Regions from separate parts of the Mus musculus genome. Here region 1 is linked to region 2. The links are chromatin contacts, called in public promoter capture Hi-C maps. All regions are on one chromosome and are shown on one strand. Each heading gives the region's core, a stretch centred on a gene start, on an enhancer-like site or on the middle of the called end of the contact. The rest is flanking DNA. Distances are from core to core; before and after follow the strand shown. Region 1 holds the start of Mta3 (metastasis associated 3). Region 2 has its middle 38 kb from the start of Eml4.

The links. Promoter capture Hi-C pulls out the DNA fragments that hold promoters and counts their contacts.
Region 1: a contact with region 2 is called in a promoter capture Hi-C map of the HPC-7 cell line. The contact joins the promoter of Mta3 here to the enhancer-like site in region 2. A contact is called at or near these places in 2 of 39 promoter capture datasets (the C10 cell line and the HPC-7 cell line).

Annotation. Positions count from the first base shown.
Region 1 is chr17:83,702,423-83,708,675 of GRCm38.p6, reverse strand. It overlaps Mta3 (metastasis associated 3), which reads right to left and starts at 2,492. Exons shown (of 17, transcript NM_001379391.1): 1 at 2,391-2,492; 2 at 210-277. The coding sequence starts at 2,418.
Region 2 is chr17:83,309,732-83,316,638 of GRCm38.p6, reverse strand. No RefSeq gene overlaps it. Among named protein-coding and RNA genes, the nearest start is that of Eml4, 38 kb to the left of the region's middle. Within about 2 kb of position 4,043, at least 237 of the 459 cell types and tissues checked have an H3K27ac peak or open chromatin away from gene starts, as enhancers often do. A contact at or near this core is called in the HPC-7 cell line, where this site is marked.

The sequences.
Region 1 (6,253 bases), core at 1,243-3,742, 390 kb before region 2:
TGATCTTCAAGGTTCAAAGCAATCTGAAGAAACAAACGTAACATGGGTCAAAAATCTTTATAAGAAGCCAACAAATATTCAGATGCCTGCAGAACTCTGTAATTAGCCTGGAACTGAAAGTAAAAATCACCTCTCGGGCCCTTTACCCAGTAACCCTTAAAGGGGAAGCGCTTCGGTGTTGGCCAGGTGATGCCACACTGCTCACTCACCTTGTTGAGCTCCTCTATCCGTCTGATGAGGTACGGGTTGCTGGAGGAATTCTCAAAATAAACGTAGTCTGCAAACAAAAAACGCACAGGTCTTTTCAACCAAGAGCTCACATTTGACAGCTCAGAGCCCTTTTCTTGTTTTTGTTTATTTTCCGTTTTGTTTTAGACAGGGTCACATGAGATAGCTCGGCATGTCTCAGAGAGCTTGCCTTGTTCACCAGACTGGCCTCAAACTCACAGCAGAGACCTGCCTGCCTCTGCCCAGGACTGGAGAGCTGGGATTAAAGGTGAGCCACCATCTCTTGGGCTACAATTCCCTATGCGTTAGGAAGTAGGCAAGCCACTGTAAGGCAGCCTCTGTAAGCGGTTCCAAGTTTATCACCGTCCTAGAATTCCCACCCCTGACGAAGTAGCCCAAGCTCATCTAGAACTAACTCAACATCCCCCAGCCTCACACACTCAAGTGGAGATTAGTGGTATGTACCACGTACCACATCCTGCTTACATTTCATTTTCTTTTTGAAAATAGCAGTCCGGGCTGGCAAGAACTGGTGAAGTAATTGAGACTGGCCTTCAACTCCTAAGCCTCCTGGCCCAACACTTACAGGCTGAATTTACTGGCATGTGCCACAGTGGTCACCCTTGAATTAATTATTTAATTTAAAAAAAAAAACAAAAAAAAGCATGGCTTGCTGTAATTGGGGGGAGTGGGACACAAAGGCAGGAGAATCACAAAGCAGAGGCCAGCCTCGTGCTACATAGCAAGACTTTGCCTCAAACAACAACAAAAAGCACAGGTCTTAAATCCCAGCACCTATGGAGCAGAGGCAAGCAGATCTCTGTGAGGCCAGCCTGGTCTAGGACTGAATCCTAGGGCATCTAGGCCTAAGTAGACACCTTGCCTCAAACAACCAAACAACCCCACCACAACATGATAGGCAAACCCCTTCATCACTATGTATCAGAGCTCATCAACGCAGCCTCCCACTAGCGCCTCATCCCTCCAATCCAACCAGCCCTCAACAACGATTCTTACATAAAAGTGTTGACCTGAGACAAATCAGGAGAAAAAGAAAGGCTTAACAGCCCAAATTCATTTCAAACATCAACTTAAAAAAAAAAATCGGCAGGCAGAATGTGTAAGGGCAAGCAGGTATCAAACTTTTCCTTGCTCTACCTGGGATGGTGAGGAATAGGGGCTGGGTGTTGGGTTGTTTTTTTTCCCCCCTTTTTTTATATTTGATTCAACTCCATTTAGACCCTTCTTATAAAGAAACCATGGCAAGTTTTCAACCAAAGGTACAGGATTTTTCCTCTACAGAGTGGCTGGAAACTTCCCACTATGTGTTTACCTGAGAGACTAGACTGCACAGTCACGGTCTACCTAGGCGGCTCTCTCCCAGCCCTCTGCTGCTAAGTGGCCTCATTTAGCCAGGCCATTCCCCCACCATCATCCATCAGGAGCTCGGCTAATGAGCAAAGACGGAAGAGCAAGTCTCACTCACAAACACGCCACTTATCTGAATTATTATTTTACCAGGAAGGAGGGAGGGAGGGCGTCGTGAGCAGGGAAAGTTTGTTTGACCTTATTTCTCTCTCTTCTGCAGAAGGCTGGAAAGACAGACAGCAGAGCCAACGTCCAGGCTGAGCTCTACTCCCTACCTGGGGCTGCGGCTCCCTGGCCCCACACACAGCCCCACTCTCAGGGGGACTGAACGGGAAACCGAAGGGAATGGGGGGTGAAGCAGCGACGGTGCAGGGCCCGGGCTCTGCAAACAGGCCTGTCGAGCTCTGCCCCCCACCTGGGCCACCATCGTCCCCAGCCCACGCTAACACCGAGGCAGAAGCCGGGGTTTGGGGTGAGGGGTGCTCAAGCCCCCCTCCCTCGTGCCCAAAAGCCACGCGAGGGAAAGACCACTCAGCTAGGGGGCTTGCAGGGGCTCTGTCCCTTTGGGGCGTTCGTAAAGGGGGTGTCCGATGCGTGTCCCCAGAAGAGGCCTGGCCCCGAGACGCCGGGCAGGAGCGGTGGGGGAGGGGAGTGGGGGTGGGGATCCCCCTGCGCCCCGCCCGCGGCGCCCTCAGCCCCGGGCTCCCGGGCTGCTGGCAGTAAGCGTGCGCTGCCCGGACCCCCGCTCCCACCGCCCGCTCCCCGACGGGCCGGGAAGGGCCGAGCCTTCCTACCTCCGACCCGGTACATGTTGGCCGCCATGTCCGCCCGCCCGCCCGCGGAGCCCGAGCCGAGCCCCGCCCGCCGCCGCCGCCTCAGCCTCGACCGCCGCCGCTGCCGCCGCCGCCGCCGCCTCGCCACGGGGGAGGGGGAGGGACGGGGAGGGGACACCGAGGGAGGGGGCTGTGCCCGCCCCCAGCGCCGGCAGAGCGACGCCGAGCGGGCCCGGGAGGCCGGAGCACGGCGGGAACGGGGCGGCGGGCTGCGGGGGGCCGAAGACCCCAGGGGCCACCCGCACTAGCCTCGGGGTAGCACACCAGGGTCAGGGGCTGTGGAAGAACCAGGGTGGGGACAGAGGTTCAGCCACTCCGAGCGTCTCTCTCGCCCGCGTCACCTGTCCACCTTGGGACAGGTTCTCCTTTCCTGCTTCTGTTCCCCAGGGACACCCCTCTATGTGTGACCTCAAGCACACGAACGCCCTTCTGGGTACAACTCTCCGATGCAGCCAATGCAAGCGACAGATGCTTGTTTGCGTCCCTCCCTCGTGGTGAGAGGACGTTTGGTGGCTTTAGAGCCTACAGGCCCTGGGGCCAAGAAGACCCTACGTACTTGCAGCTTGCTCAAGTCTGAGACCCAGCTATGAAAAGAACTGGAAGCTGACTTTCTCACCCCGACCACACTGGCAGGTCAGTCGTGGCTGTGCCAAAACTGGGCTGAACAAAACCGACCCCCCCCCCCACACACACACACACACACACACATCCTCTAGCCCTGCCTCTAAACAGGCTTTGTGTACAGCGTGTGCTTTGACCAGGGGAGGCCTTCAGCACAAGAGGGCTTCCTTTGCCGGTAGAAGAACAGGGTTTCCACAATCCGCAGTTTTCCCCCCATCAAAAGGAGGAGGTCGTGTCTAACAGCTTGGGGTTGCTGGTCAGCTAACTAGTTTTATGTCAAAAAGCACGTCCTCGCCCCAATCCCCGTTTTTGGTTTTTTGGTTTTTTTTTTTTTTTGCATTAATGGGGATTGAAGCCAGGTCTTTGCACAGGCTAGTCATTTAACTATAGAACTAACTTTTCATGTTTGTTGGTTTGTTTTTAAATTCTTAATACACTTATTTACTTATCTATCCATCCATGCATCTATTTATCTATCTATCATGTGAGGGCATGAATGCTATGAGATATATATGTATAGGTCTATCATAGGAGTAGAGATTGAACTCAGATAGTCAGGCCTGGCTATACTGAGCTACCTCACCAACATTACTTGTTTTAATACGGGTCTCAGTTCAGGCTGGCTCTTGTAGCCTCCTGCCTCAGCCTCCTGAGTGCTGGGTTATATTACAGGTGTAGGATCACTTGTCCCATCAGAAAGCTCTTAAGTGGCTAGTTTTCCCATGCTGAGTAGCTATAGATCCCTTTTCACGTTCCTCACACCCTCTATGAGGTTTTGAATATAGATGGTCCTCATAGTACTAAACACCTGTAACCCTAGTATTCCATAGGCAAAGGCTGGAGGCGCTCCAGTTTGTGGCCAGCTTGGGATACAGAGCGAGATCTTCCTGACTGACTCTCCCCAATGAACACATAACTTCTTTTAGGAAAGCCAAGGCATTCCAAACTACACCCAGGCCTTGTTGCACAATAAACATTGGCCTAGTATTGTGGGTTGGAGTGCCTGGTGATGCTGATTTAAAGGGCTGTGCCAAAGTAGGAGTTGTCCCGGGAAAAGAAGACTGCATTTTGGTTGAAGCTCCTCTAGCATCCAATATTGAGAATAGCAGGTGTCTGTCGATTCTTTTGTACTCTGGAAAGCCTCAGATTCGCTGGTAGCTTGCAAACTGTGAGTCCTCAGCCCTTCTGGCCCAGGGAAGAAAACAAAAGAGCTCTGGTATGCTGACAGTATAGCTGTTATTTATCATTTATCATAACTCTTTTACTGGGGATCCTACCGAAAATATAATGTGACTTATCTGAAACCACTCTCCATTTCTAAACTGACACACATCAGCTGATAGTTCACCTGGAATAGTATTCCGGCATCAGAACTAATCCCTCTGGCCCAAACAGCATGAACCGCAAAGTCTGTCTTCTACTAAGAATGCCGCCTGAAAATTCAAAGAAATGGATCATAAGTTTTAGAAGGCTTTCTCATTATTTTTAAGTAATAAATATGAACAAGAGTAGGGCTGGAGGTGCATAGGAGATGGCTCAGCAGGTAAACATGCTTGCTGACAAGTTCGACCCCTGGAACAAATACATTGGAAAGAGAAAATTAATTCCCAAAAGTTGTCCACAGAGCCCCACATGTACATCATGGACTTCATACATGCACAGATAAACATGCCCATCATAAACTTCATACATGCACACATACACACATGCCCATCATAGACTTCACACATGCACACATACACACATACACACATGCCCATTATAGCCTACATACATGCACACATACACACTAAGTTTTTCTTAAAGTCCAGTTGGGGGGTAGAGGCAGGAATAGCAGGAGTTCAAGATTATCCTAAACTGCACGGGGAATTTGAGGTTAGCCTGAGCTCCATGGCTGGGTTATAGCTGACTAAGATGTGACTAGATCCTACCATACCTGAAGCTCTGGGTTAGAGGCCCACCAGAAAATAAGTCAAGAATGATAGCCTATGCTTCTAAACCCAATCCTTGGGTTGAAAGTGAAGGTAGGAAGACGGCAGGAAGGAGAAACTCAAGTTTTCCTCAGCTACACAATTTCATGACGCCATCCTAGACTACATGAGAGTCCATCTCAAAAGCAAAATAATAAGTAAAAAAAAAAAATCCTTCCTCAAAGTATTTCTGTATTCTTATTACTTCCTTATCTGCTCTTCCCATTTCCTCAGGTTTTTTGAGGTCTCTATACTTACCACAACAGGTATGTGAAAAGTGCTAAGAACATTTCCCACACCTGTCCACACTCAGCTTTTCTCCAGTCATAGCCTGGAGCCCCCATTAAAGACTTAGACCTGGGTCAGAACAGGAAGTAATGGTGGTGGCCAATTCAGACTCCCCTGTCTCCCCTATCTTCTCTGTCTTAAGCTCCTTCTACCTCCAGCTCCAAAACAGGGTCCTCTATATTGGAAATGCTCAGTATCTTAAAGAGTGGGGAAGGGAGGGAGGCTCAGCAACCAGAGCATGCATTGCTGTTTCAGGAGTGCATGGAGTTAGGATCCCAGAAGAACCCTGTACTGGCTAGTTTTGTATCAACTTGACACAGCTGGAGTTATCACAAAGAAAGGAGCTTCAGTTGAGGAAATGCCTCCATGAGATCCAACTGTAAGGCATTTTCTCAATTAGTGATCAAGGGAGAAAGGCCCCTTGTGGGTGGGGCCATCTCTGGGCTGGTAGTCTTGGTTCTATAAGAAAGCAGGCTGAGCAAGCCAGGGGAAGCAAGCCAGTAAAGAACATCCCTCCATGGCCTCTGCATCAGCTCCTGCTTTCTGACCTGCTTGAGTTCCAGTCCTGACTTCCTTGGTGATGAACGGCAGTGTGGAAATGTAAGCTGAATAAACCCTTTCCTCCCCAACTGCTTCTTGGTCATGATGTTTGTGCAGGAATAGAAATCCTGACTAGCCGGGCGTGGTGGCGCATGCCTTTAATCCCAGCACTCGGGAGGCAGAGGCAGGCAGATTTCTGAGTTTGAGGCCACCCTGGTCTACAGAGTGAGTTCCAGGACAGCCAGGGCTACACACAGAAACCCTGTCTCGAAAAACCAAAAAAAAAAAACAAAACAAAAACAAACAAACAAACAAACAAAAAACAAAAGAAACCCTGACTAAGACACACCCATATCAGAGGACCTGCAGTCGTCTCTAACTCCAGCTCCAGAGCATTCAACACCT
Region 2 (6,907 bases), core at 2,794-5,293:
GCTCTGGGGCGATTTAAATTTGAATAAACCTTTAAAAAACAATATCCTTAGAAATTGAAACACTTAGCCAGGAGGTGAATGATATAACCGCCGGTGTTTCTGTTTTTTTTGTTTTTTGTTTTTTTTTTAATTTAACTGACAAGAAACCAGGACTTTAGTTTAGAATCCATTCATAAAATTATCTCTGCCTTCCTCTCATGGTTCCTCCTCCTGCCTTTCATCTTTCATCTTCTTACCCTTGCATATTTCATCTGATCTGCTGCATCAGGTTTTTTTGTTGTAGAGCACCCTATTAATCTCAGAACTCTGGAGGCAGAGGCAGATAGATATCTGAGTCTCTAGACCAGCCTGGTGTACAAAGCAAGTGTTAAGGTTACATAGAAAACCTTTGTCTTGAGAAACAAACAAACAAACAAACAAAAGAAATTGTCACATTTGTAATATATTAGCTTAGTTCACTTTAGAAATGCCTTAAACCAAACCAAACCAAACCTCCAAACCTGGTGCAAAAGGCCTGTAATTAACTTGGAAAGTAGAGGTGGGAGGGACAGGAGTCCAAGGACTGCCTTGTCAATGTAGTAAGTGGAAGGCCAGCTTTAGATATGAGACCAAGTCACAGCAAAGGAACAAAAATGCCCCATTGAGTCAAAGTTCAAGGCTGTCAGTCTGAGTCTCTTAGAAGGTAGACAGAAATAACCGGGAAAAAGCAACCCCCACCTTTCATTTCATGTTTATTTTATTACAGTGTGTGCATGTACGCCAGTGCCAGAGGCTGTAATAGGGAGTCAGAAGGCTTGCCCTCCATCCTGTGATTACTGAACTCAAACAATCAGGCTTGATGGCCAAAACCTCTTAGGCCTTTGTGTCAGCCCCAACCACTTTTCAGTGTTGTTTAAAACTCCCCTGAAGACAATCTGCTGTTACTCAGCCCTGACTTTGAAGAGTTGATAAGTTTCGTTCAGAGCTGAACAGGAGGGGAAAGATTACATTTCCTCAGGAGCTGATCTTGCTTCCTCTCCTCAGACAGCAAGGATGATATAACCGCCGGTGTTTCCGGCTTTTTTTTATTTAACTGACAAGAAACCAGGACTTTAGTTTAGAATCCATTCATAAAATTATCTCTGCCTTCCTCTCATGGTTCCTCCTCCTGACTTTCATCTTTCATTGTCTTACCCTTGCATATTTCATCTGATCTGCTGCACCAGGTTTTTTTGTTGTTGTTGTTGTTTTAAAACAAGCAGTAGGCCATCGAGATGACTCAGTGGATAGAGGTGCTTGCTACTTGCTTTGAAAGCCTGAGGACCAGAGGTCAGTCTTTAGAATTTGCTCCAAGGTGGAAGGAGAACGCTGACACTATGAAGTTGTTTTCTGACATCCTCACATACGTCTTGGCATGCACAACACACACACACACACACACACACACACACACACACACATACACACACACACACACACACACACACACAAACAATATATTTTAAAAAAATAAGACCCCTTTGAGCAGCTATCAACTAAGTGAGAACTTTGCTCCTTCATCAGGTGGTATAGTGGGTAGGACTGATCTGGGCATTTTGCTCTTTTGTTTTATTTTGTTTTTTTGAGACAGGATTTCTCTGTGTAGCCCTGGTTGTCCTGGAACTCACTCTGTAGACCAGGCTGCCCTGGAACTCAGAAATCCGCCTGCCTCTGCCTCCCAAGTGCTGGGACTAAAGGCGTGTGCCACCACCACCCGGCTCTCCTTTTTCTTTCCTTTTTTTGGTGGTGGTGGTGGTGTTGGTGTTTCTCTGTATTGCCTTGGCTGTCCTGGAACTTGCTCTGCAGACCACACTGCCCTTCACTGAAACCGTCCCGTCTACAGTAATGCGCTCAGCGCGCCTTGTTCCCCATCCACCAAATACCAGTCTCAGCCCTGTCATGGGGAGAATCTCAAATGCCTACATGTTTTTCCTAAGGCCCTAGGGGTTTTGGGTGGGTGCTTGGACACATTGATGACATCTGCCATTCCATCAACTACCTCTCTAGCACGCCCTGTCCCCACCCACCCTCACCCGGTTTACAACTGGAACCTTCAGATTGCTTTGGTTTTAATGTGTCCTCTCAAAGTTAGTGTGTGGGAAGGTTAATCCCCAGCACAACAGTGTTGAGAAATAGACCTTTCAAAGATGGTTGCTTTATGTGAATGACGTCCACTCAGGGACAGCTTCCTTTCTTGGGAGTTTCTTACTCAAAAAAGAATGAGTTCTTCATCTCCCTCCCTCATCCCCTTCCTCCCTCCATGTCTTACATTCTGCCCCGTCGTCGTAACAGAGCAGGACAGCTCTGATCAGATGCTCCAGCCTCATAACCCTGAAACAAATGAAGTTTTGTTCTGAGACAAGCTTAGGCTAGTCCCAAGTTCAATGTGGCCAAGGATACCATCGAACTCCAGCTTATACCTCCACATGACCTTATATCCCTAGATATGCTTGCATTGAGAGCACCATGCATGCTACCTTCATTCTTGGGGTGTGAGTTTGTGGGGTACAGAAGATTGAACCCAGAGCCTGTGCCCCCTATGCCTCTGAGTTATGTACTTGGCGCAGTAAATACTTTTCATTAGATGGACCAGTCACTTTTCTCATCGGTGAGATACTACTTGATGGAAACAAGGAAGGAAGGATTGGCCAGCTGGTGGATATCAGTTCATCACAGTGGGTAAGGTACAGCCGGGCCAGTGTTGCTCTGTCCATGTTGGTGAGAGTCTGCAGCAGGCTGGTTCACACTGTGGCTGATCGGGAAGTAAAGAACAAGACCAGGAGCAGGCTGGACTACAACCTTCAAGCCCGATCCCTAGTAGTCTATGTCTACCAGCAAAGCCCTATATCACAAAACTTCTACAGTTTCCCATTAGCTGGAGACCAAGAACTCAGACACATGAGCCAGCCTGCGGGAGACATTTCACACTCAAACTTTAGATAAGCAAATTTCTAATACATATGCCATCCTACCCAGACACTATTTTACCCTAATGTGGCTAAAGCGTTTTTCCTGAAGCCCCCCACACCAAATGGAGGTAGGAGGGGTAGACAGGAGATAGGAGATAAGAACCATTCTTTAGGCAGATGACTGAAGCCACATGACCTTAGATATCCGTGCTCCCCTCCTCCCCCCACAATGGGAGCTTGAGACAATATGGAGGCCAGATTCTTCTAGGGTGGAGTCTGGTCTCAGATTTTTTTTTTAAAGACCACACCCCTTCCCAGGGAGGTTCTAGCATACTGCCTGAGTTATAGATTCACTGCCCTGCTGGCTGAGAAGAGAGACAAAAGAGAAATCGGGATGGGGAGGGAGTTGGGGAGAGGGGGCGGGATTGGAGCAAGTCCACACCCCGATGTCAGGTGCTCCACTTGGCAGTGTTAATTGAGGGGATTTAAAAGAATGGAGAGACAAGCACATTCCAACGGAGCAGGGTAAGCACGGTTCCAGAAAGTAATATACTCCGAATGTGTTTGGTCTTGAGCAAAACAGATGTGAAATATTTCTGAAGAACCCAGTGAGAGCTTTGTTTTGTGCCAGATGCTGGAGATGTCCCAGCTTTAAAAAAAAAGGCTTATTATTATTATTATTATTATTATTATTATTATTATTATTATCTAGCTAACTTAACTAAAGCCAGCAGCAGGTTCAGAGCCTAGGCTGCCGAAACTCAAGGCTTTGCTAGTGTTGGCCAAGGAGCAAGCATCTGATGTCACCTCAGCGAGAGAGGCTCTCCTCTCTGCCCTGGGCGGGATATGAGCCCAAGATGTCATCCTTGTGCCATGAACCCATGCCTGCTTGGCCTCTGACAAGTAGGTCAGTATAGATGCGGCTTGGGAGCCTCCACCGAAAGCTGTTTGCCGCTGGCTGGCAGGAAGTTACTTCTGCAGAATTAAAACCCATCAGAGCTGATCAAAGGAAGTGCAGGGCAGGCTGGCGGGGCGGGCGGGCCAGATCCTAATCTCTGCTTGCTAGCCCCACACATCAGCGCACATGAGTCACCCCGCTGAGCTCAGCGGACATGATGTTTGGATTAGACTTTTTACGGGGGAACTTTGCCAAACTCGCCTTTGCTGTCTCCCAGCTGAGAAGTAAGGGAGAGAGGTGGCCTTGCGGTGCCAGGGAAGAGGTGGGGGTGGCTCTCTAGGCACCCGGGAGTGGCTATAAGATCCAATGTCCCAAGCTCATCTTGTCAGCTCAGATCTGACTGGTACCAGAAGCAACTGAGCCCACAGCAGGCCCACACATCCTTTCTCCTGAGCCAGCTAGCCAATTAAGATGTACTATTAAAGGCACACATTTTGCCTTTCACTCAACTGTTGGCCTCTCAACCAGCAGGAATTCCTTTTCTCAAAAGCAGGCAACACTTCACCACTCAGGCATCTTGCCTCAAAAGCAGCGCAGTCCATCGGAAAAAAAAAAAAAGAAAAAGAAAAAAAAAAAAAAAAAAAAAAAAGAAAGAAAGAAAGAAAAGAGGGAGGGAAGTCAGAAAATAAAAATTCCCAAATTAAGAGCCAATCCATAAAAGCAGGGCTTCCCTTAGCGCCTGGCTGGTGTGACATCCCATGGATTACTCAATGAAGATGGTGTCAGGGCAGCAGCTGGGTTATATGTGGAAATTCTCCCCCAGAAATAGAACTGCAGAAAATAAGGAGGGGCAGAAATCTCCTACTCTCTGCACGTGGGTATTTGGGGTTGAGTTCCTTGGGCAGAGAGCTGGGTGGGATTCTCGCCCAATACCGACTGGTCCAGGTGCTTGGATTTGGTAGTAGTAATAAGCACCAAGTTTTGCGTAGTTTGTTTTGCTCCCCTTCTCTGGAAGCCCTGGTAGGAACGGAATCAAAATCTTTTGTTTCAGATTCTGCCAAGTTTTGCTTCTGTGCATGGTAACTTGGGAAGAAGCAGCCCCCATTATTTTGTAAGCCAGGCATTCTTGGCTTGTAGTCTCTGCTGGGATTCTACTTAGAGTATTTTAGACTCTCATTTATTAAAGGCTTATAAGTGGAGGTGGCAGTCCTTGACTCTTTCAGAATAAATGTCTCGCCACTGCTCTTGACTATAAACCTTCAAATTTACCATTTCAACCAGTTAGATGCAATTAACACACACACACACACACACACACATTATCAGTTTTGTTTTGTTTTTTTTAATTATCTGTTACCTGGGTGGTAGTGGCACATGCCTTTAATCTCAGCACTTGGGAGGCAGAGGCAGGTGGATCTCTGAGTTTTAGACTAGCCTGGTCTACAGAGTGAGTTGTAGGACACCGAGGGCTACACAGAGAAACCCTGTATTAGAAAAAAAAATCCATCTATAATTCCCACAAATCGTGGTCAAATCTGTCATGAACCTTTAAACTAGGAATGGAAACCCAGTGTACACTTGAAAGCCTTTTAACAAGTTCGGGGAGCAAGCAAGCAGAGGTAGAGAGGGCACGGCTGCCAGGTAACCCTAGAACAGCCCTGACTTCACCTCCTATTAGCAGTCTGAGCTTCCATAGTGTCCCTAATCCCCATCAGCACAATCTTCATCTGTGAGATACAGAAGACGACAGTCCCAGTCTCATGGGAAAAGCTTCAGTGAGCTAAGGTAGGTAAAACATTGAGTGAAGTTCCTGGCACCCAGGAAACACACACAAAAAGTATCATTATTTATACTGTAGTGATTACTCTGCAACCAGCATTGTGTAGTGAATGGTGGCAAGCTGAATTGGAGTCTCCAGTCAACAATTCTTCCTTGTGAAATTCTTCTATGTCTAGAGTTGGAGTTTGGTTTAATTGGAGTCATTAGCTCAAGGTGCCGATGCTTGGTCAGGACTGCCCTCTTTCTTGGTTAGGAAGAAGCCATGGTGAGGAAAGAGAGGGGTCCTGAGTAACTGGTAACTAAGGCATTGGGGCCAGTGAGATAGCTCAGCAGATGAAGGAAGGGCCTTGCCTCCAAGCCTGACTGTCTGAATTCTATCCCTGGGACTTACCTGGTAGGAGAGACCTGACCTTTCAGCCTTTGATCTTTGACCCTCATGTTCATGCCACTTCCTGGCAAATAAATAAATAGATAGATAATAAATGGCACTGCTTGTTTTATTTTAAAAAGATACTGGCTGACTTTGGTAGTATATACCTATGAGCCCAGATCTTAGACGGCTGAATCAGGAGGCTCATGAGTTCAAGGCCAGCCTAGAACATAGTGAGTTCTAGGCCAGGAAGATCCACTTAGTCAGTCTGGAAAAAAGCAAACAAACACAAAACAAAGCAAAACAAAAATATATGAAGCATCCCCCCCAAAAAACAACCCCAAAACCCACAAACAAGAGGCTAAAGATGCTGTTCCATTGGAAGAGCGTTTGTCCAGTTTGTCCAGTTTGTCCAGTATAAGACCGCATCTCAAAAACACACAGGGGCTGAAGACCGGCTTAGTGGTTAAGAGCGCTTGCTGCTCTTATAGAGGACCAGAGTGTATAGAGGTCTCTAGCACTCATCAGGAAGCCCACAACGGCCCATGACACACACACACACACATACACACACACATACACACACACACACACATATACACACACATACACACACACACATACACACACACACACACACACACACACATACACACACATACACACACACATACACACACATATACACACACATACACACACATATACACACATACATGCACACACACATACACACACACACACACACACACACACACACACACACACATACACACACACGCATGCGCACGCGCGCATGATGGCTCAGGAGCAGTTGCTTGCTGCACCCTGACAACCTGAGTTGGATCCCAGGACCCACACGGTGGAAGAGAGAACTGACCCCTGCAAGTTGTCCTCTGACCTTCACACAGGCTGTGGCATTTATCTGAGCAC